Regions from separate parts of the Mus musculus genome. Here region 1 is linked to region 2. A link is a contact called in public Hi-C data. All regions are on one chromosome and are shown on one strand. Each heading gives the region's core, a stretch centred on a gene start, on an enhancer-like site or on the middle of the called end of the contact. The rest is flanking DNA. Distances are from core to core; before and after follow the strand shown. Region 1 has its middle 19 kb from the start of Gm39602. Region 2 has its middle 270 kb from the start of Etaa1.

Region 1 (2,873 bases), core at 115-2,614, 2.1 Mb after region 2:
TGGAACTCCCTTTGTAGACAACACTACCTCCCTCTGTGTCCTCACAGAGTCCCACTATGTCTGACTGGTATTTTCCTCTTATAAAGACACCATTCCCTTTGGACCCAAGGCCATCCTAATGACCTGTCCCGTACTGGCTAGTTTTATGTCACCTTGACACAAGCTAGAGTCATTTGAGAAGAAAGACTCCAACTGAGAAAATGCTTCCATAAGATTGGCCTGTAGGCAAATCTGTAGGGTGTTTTCTTTATTAGTGACTGATGAGAATGGGCCCGGTCTATTGTGGGTGGTGCCTCCCCTGGCTGGTGATCCTGGGTGCCATAAGAAAACAAGCTGATCAAGCCATGGAGAGCAAGCACATTCTGAGGTACAGGGGGAGATGTTAAGACTTTAACACATGAACTGGGGGCCCAGAACTCAGCCCTTCTTTAAGGATAGCTAGATACTACATGTTTTGAGGTGTGGCTCTCCAGAGAATGCTGATAAATAAACACACTTAAAACTAACTATACAAATAACGAAGCACCTCTGCCCCGATGGTCACAGGAGTGACTATAAAACCTAGGCATGGTTATATACTCTTCCCAGAAACGATGGGGATCTGTGGATTATAATCTAGGATTCACATAAAGAATACTGCACGCAGCATTAGGGTAATTTTCCTCAAAGGAACAGCTTCGCTTTAATTCTGTACGTTTTAAGATATCCAGAATCACTTTCCCTAAGCAATTATGATTTCACAAAACGCTGTCAGGGCATTTGCAGAGTTTTACTGCCCAGATAGAACCCGATGCCTGGAGCTTTGGGGAGTGATTTATTATTTGCTCTGGTGGAAGGTTGCTAAGTAAGATTTATTCAGTAAGAACAGCCATCTGAACGGTACGTAAGATATGTGTTTGGCTGTGAGGGAGACTTCTTTTTCTCCTTTCTTCAAGTGGGCTTACTCTCTATACTCAGAAATATGCACATTTGCATCCCCACTTTGGTGACATTAGGGGCACTGCTAGGCATTTTGACAAATCAGTTCCTTTCCACTGTTCCCATTTGAACTTTAGCTCTCAGAAACGTTTAACAAACTGTCATACTAAAAACAGCCAAGAGCAGTGCCGAAGACCGTTGATGAAATCTCTTGGGTATCCATCCGCTTTCCATGTTTCATTCTGAATATTTCTTCATTGCATTTTCTGAGGGCTACGGACGTCCTGGGAAGCAAAGCAGCCAATGCTTTCACTCATACCATCTCAGAGAACTCCGATTCTTAAGAAAAAGAAAACAGCGATAATGCCAACTTTGTTTCTCAGAGCTGTAAAAAGTAACAGGCGCCATTGTTGGCCTACTTGCGCCCCCTAGTGTCTATAACGTACTGTTGCTTTTTGCAAAGGGGATGCTGAAGAATTGGAACCAAAGGAAGCTGCTATCCCTATTTTCCTCTACTTAAGATACAATAACCTCCTTCACGCCAAGGTGGCCGGCACTTTGTAGCTCGCCTTCTCCCCAGAAGGTCTGCATTTCATCGAGAGCACTGAGGCAGAGGCAACGCTGCTTGATGGCAAAAATTCAGGCAGAAGAAAGCAGTTTCCTTTGCACTCAGGCTGGGGTTTGGAGTGGGTACAGTGGAACTTTTAAAGAGTCATCAACACCTCTAATCCCTGCCCTTCTACCAGCAGACAGAGGGGGGAAACAACACATCTCTTGCTTCTGCTTCTACACTAGGCCATCCCCATCCCTGTGCCTGGCTGAAATTTCAGCTCTGGGTGGCCATGTCCAGCAGGGTACCTCACCAAGAGCACAGCAACCGGGTGGAAACACATGGGAATGTTCTGGGCGGAGTCCAACAACCCTCCCAAGGCTCCCTGTGTAGGTCAGGGAGTTCTGAGGGCAGACTGCCATTCTCCAAGACAGCATTAGACTGAAGCAGGCAGCACGGAGCAGAGCAGAGTGGTGAGAGGGAGGCTGGACAGGGCTAGGTAGGAGAGGTTTCTGAGCTCTGGCCTCAGCTCCTTACTTAACTTCTCCCAGGTATTTGGAATTGGCTTCTTCCCCAATTAGAAGAAACGGTGGACACCATACAGCCAGTGCCCCAGTGCAGTCCAGACAGAACCTTGAAGAAAATAGGAGGGATGTGCACACCACAGGGAAGCTGCAGGCTCACCGCCACCAATTCACACCCGCTCTCAGTCCATAACCCCAGGGGAGATCGTAGCAAGTGGCAGAGAGTCCAAGGTTGGATTCAGTGTTGTTTCAAATGTGTATAGTGGGACAACTCGAATAGAACCTGAATAGGCTCTGGCGGGCCTGAGTTTGAATCTCAATTCTGCCTGATTATCTCTATAACCTTCAGCAAGTTTTCTGTCCTTTAACTGCCTGCTCAGAGGTTAGATCCTCCAAACAGGCCCCTCAGAGGACCCCGCAGAAAGGGGCATGTTCCTTCCTTATGTGTCTTGAACTTCATAATCCCTTACAGTTTTTGTTCAGAACACATATAAACACCTCTCATAATTTTATAGTCTGGTTACGAAGTAAGATGTTTGATTTCCTCCCTGTTCAGTGAGGGCGGGGACCACAGCACAGCTCTCCTCCCTCACCCCCACCCACCCCCATCCCTGCCAGCTTATCTCAGGGAGGGACATGCAGAATACACACAATAAAAAGTTTAAGAGATTAATTCATTGGACTAAGCTTTTGCCATTTTATTTTAACACATTAACATACCACTTCCCTCCTAGGTGTGTTGTTGTAAAGGCTAAAGAGGTATAGGTATAGATAATATAGATACTGATGGTGTATATATAGGAATAGGTAGAGCGGTTGTAAATGACATGATAGAGATGATATATAGATATATAGATTACCTTGATATAAGTATATATAAA
Region 2 (2,700 bases), core at 115-2,614:
GGCAATACACAGAAGGAGTTGCAGAGGATGAGGGAGTGGAGACTTTTGGTTTCGTTACATACTCGCTGTACCACTGCATCAGGGTGTCTAGGATTTTTGCCCTCATGATGAAATTATGGGTGTTATCCTTCATTTCCTGTTTTGGAAAATGGTTTGACTTATGAAAAACAGGTTAATTGCATATTGTTTTTGTGAATTAGGTTGCTAATTTTTCACATCATAATTAAGCTAATTAGAATTCTATTATTTTCCAACAGTTTTAATGAGGTCTTCTACTTGGCAAGGAACCTGTGAGACCAAAAACCATTGCCATTTGTTAAAAGATGGAGAAACCCCGATGACAAGCAGAGTTTCAATTGCATTTCAGTTAATACGATTTATTCGTTAAGCTGATTATATTTTGTTGCTTCAAGTCTGACAAACTTCTAAAGTTGTCCACTTTTCTACTATGTCTCTGTTGCTCTATCTCCACTCCCGCCTCCATTCCTCCTTAGAGAATTTGTGGCGTCTGGGTTAAAATAGGTGGAAACAGTCTCTGTTTCCAGCCACCGCTCCCCAGCTTGGTTGGAATGCTCATCTGGTTGTGATAGAGCCTGCGGGTTCGGCCAGCAGTTCTTAAAATAGTTCCTTGGCTTATAAAAAAAATAGTCATTTGGGCAGCTCAGGGTTTGTTCTCTGGCTGCTTCTGGCAACTTGCTTTGGGGGGCACTGTTGCTCCAGTTTGGGAGTTACAGCTGGGCTTTAGTGAGTGATGGCTCTCTCTTGCACAATCTCAGATCTGCACCCCTTGTCAAGTAATCATTACAAATGTTTCACATAGGAGCAAGCTGGCACTAAGCAAAGGTCTGCCTTTTAAAAGAAGCATGGGCCCTAGGGGTGGGGACCACTCTGTCCTGACCATTGTAACATTTTCCCCTTTGACAGTGTAATTAAGTGCTAATTAACTAAATGAGTGTAAATGAGTGAAGGTTGAGATAAATATCTACATCTTCTTAATCTATTTTCCCCTCGAAGATTTGATAAAGGAAATTTGGATTTAATGGAAGATATCTGTCAATTATTTTTTTTAAGGTGGCAAATCTGTTTAGAAGGAACTGAAATACACCAGTTTTAATTTCTACAGGACAAGTTAACAGCATATGAATATAAGAGAGGTGCCATAAAATGGGGATGTGGTGCTGCAATAATTATGGTAAGGAGGCTTGGTGAAACTACCTTTTGCAAACATCTGCTTTCTGCTTTTTTTCATATCCTGCAGATGTTGCTGAACTGATGAAAAATACTGACAGGAGAATACATTAGCCCATGAAGTCATTTCAATGAATAAAGCAAAGACTAGCTTTTAACTTTCTAAAAAATCTACTTAGAAAAGAACTCTGCTTCCAGAATAGGGAGAGATTACACCAATAATTGAGAGGGGCCCAGGGCCTTCTAAAAGCGTCAATAGTGATCTCTTCTTGCCAAAGGGGAGAAGAGATGCTTTGTGGGGGAGCAGCCAGGGTAATAAATGAGAATCTTTGTAATTCAGGCACTTTTCCATTACCTTCCATGGTGAGTGATTAGAAATGAGACTGAGGAGCAGCCATGGAAAGCCCACTTTTGTGCTTGGCAGTAGAGCAAAAAGCTGCTGAGTTTTGCCCCAACTACCCTGCCTATCCTGCTAGGCAGCCCCTGAGGCTGAGACCAGAAACAGATTGACAGCTCTTGGGTTGGAGCAAGAATCTTGGAAAGGAGGTGCTATTTGTGGTTCCGGGCAGTCAATACCCTTCCCAGACAGGAAGTGGTAAGTCAGGCACATGTATGCTAAACTGCCTGGAAAGCAAGGACTGAGCCTGGGAAACGGCATTTAATGGGGTTCAGTTGCATATGAGATTAAAACCCTGAAATAAATGCAAAAGAACTATTTTGGCCTATACCCTATTTGGCAGGAGGATTAAGAGCCTGAAATAGTCCTCTGGCTGCCTGGGAACTCTGAATCACTCCCATTATTGATATAGCCACTTCGAGTCACAGCATCATGTGTTCAGAAGGCCCCAATTAAAATGTACAACAAGTGTTTTTCTGATAACCAACCTGGCAGATAAGAAGGATGTACTTATATAATGTTTTTGTTAAAAGAAAGACAACAAGAAAGAAAGAAAGTAAGAAAGAAAAAGAAAAAAGAAGAGAGAGAGAGAGATTCCAAAACAGAAACTGCACTTTTCTAATTCTTCTCTGAATTGACCTTTAATTGCTTACAGCTAGTAGTATCATCCTTTTTTCTTTTTCTTTTTTCCTTCTGAGGCAAAAGGACAAATCTGCACCATGTCTCGGGAAAGACTTTTTATTGTCTGTTCTATGAGGCCTGGAGGTCCCTGGAGAGGGATTCTTTCCTGACCACACAATCCTTCTGTTTTAGCCACAATGCACGGGTGATACCACCAATTACCTCTCTCCAGCTCTACCATTTACTCTAGTACTGGTGCATGGCATATTTCTTACTGGCATTAAAGGCGTTGCTTCATCTTTCCTCCTACCCAACCCTTCTTTTCTCTGCACCTGGCTAATTTCGGACTGTGATTTATCAGCTGTATTTCTCAATGCAGATTATCAGGTTCAACTCAATATGACCAGTTCTTGCTCCTTTGGGGGAATCTTGGCCCTAATGTAGAGTGGTATTTAAAGGCTATTTAGCCTCATTGGCAATATCATCATAATAAC

Evidence for each region. Hi-C and Micro-C count contacts between places; a contact is called where the count stands out from the background.
Region 1: a Hi-C map of uterus shows a contact between it and region 2, with 3 times the contacts expected there. The contact joins two enhancer-like sites. A contact is called at or near these places in 18 of 484 Hi-C or Micro-C datasets (the 3T3-L1 cell line, 3T3-L1-derived adipocytes, adipose-derived mesenchymal stem cells and 11 more) and 1 of 115 datasets of contacts at active chromatin or transcription factors (astrocytes).

The regions. Positions count from the first base shown.
Region 1 is chr11:19,759,912-19,762,784 of GRCm38.p6, forward strand. No RefSeq gene overlaps it. Among named protein-coding and RNA genes, the nearest start is that of Gm39602, 19 kb to the left of the region's middle. Within about 2 kb of position 1,365, at least 34 of the 459 cell types and tissues checked have an H3K27ac peak or open chromatin away from gene starts, as enhancers often do. A contact at or near this core is called in astrocytes and uterus, where this site is marked.
Region 2 is chr11:17,685,212-17,687,911 of GRCm38.p6, forward strand. No RefSeq gene overlaps it. Among named protein-coding and RNA genes, the nearest start is that of Etaa1, 270 kb to the right of the region's middle. Within about 2 kb of position 1,365, at least 57 of the 459 cell types and tissues checked have an H3K27ac peak or open chromatin away from gene starts, as enhancers often do. A contact at or near this core is called in astrocytes and uterus, where this site is marked.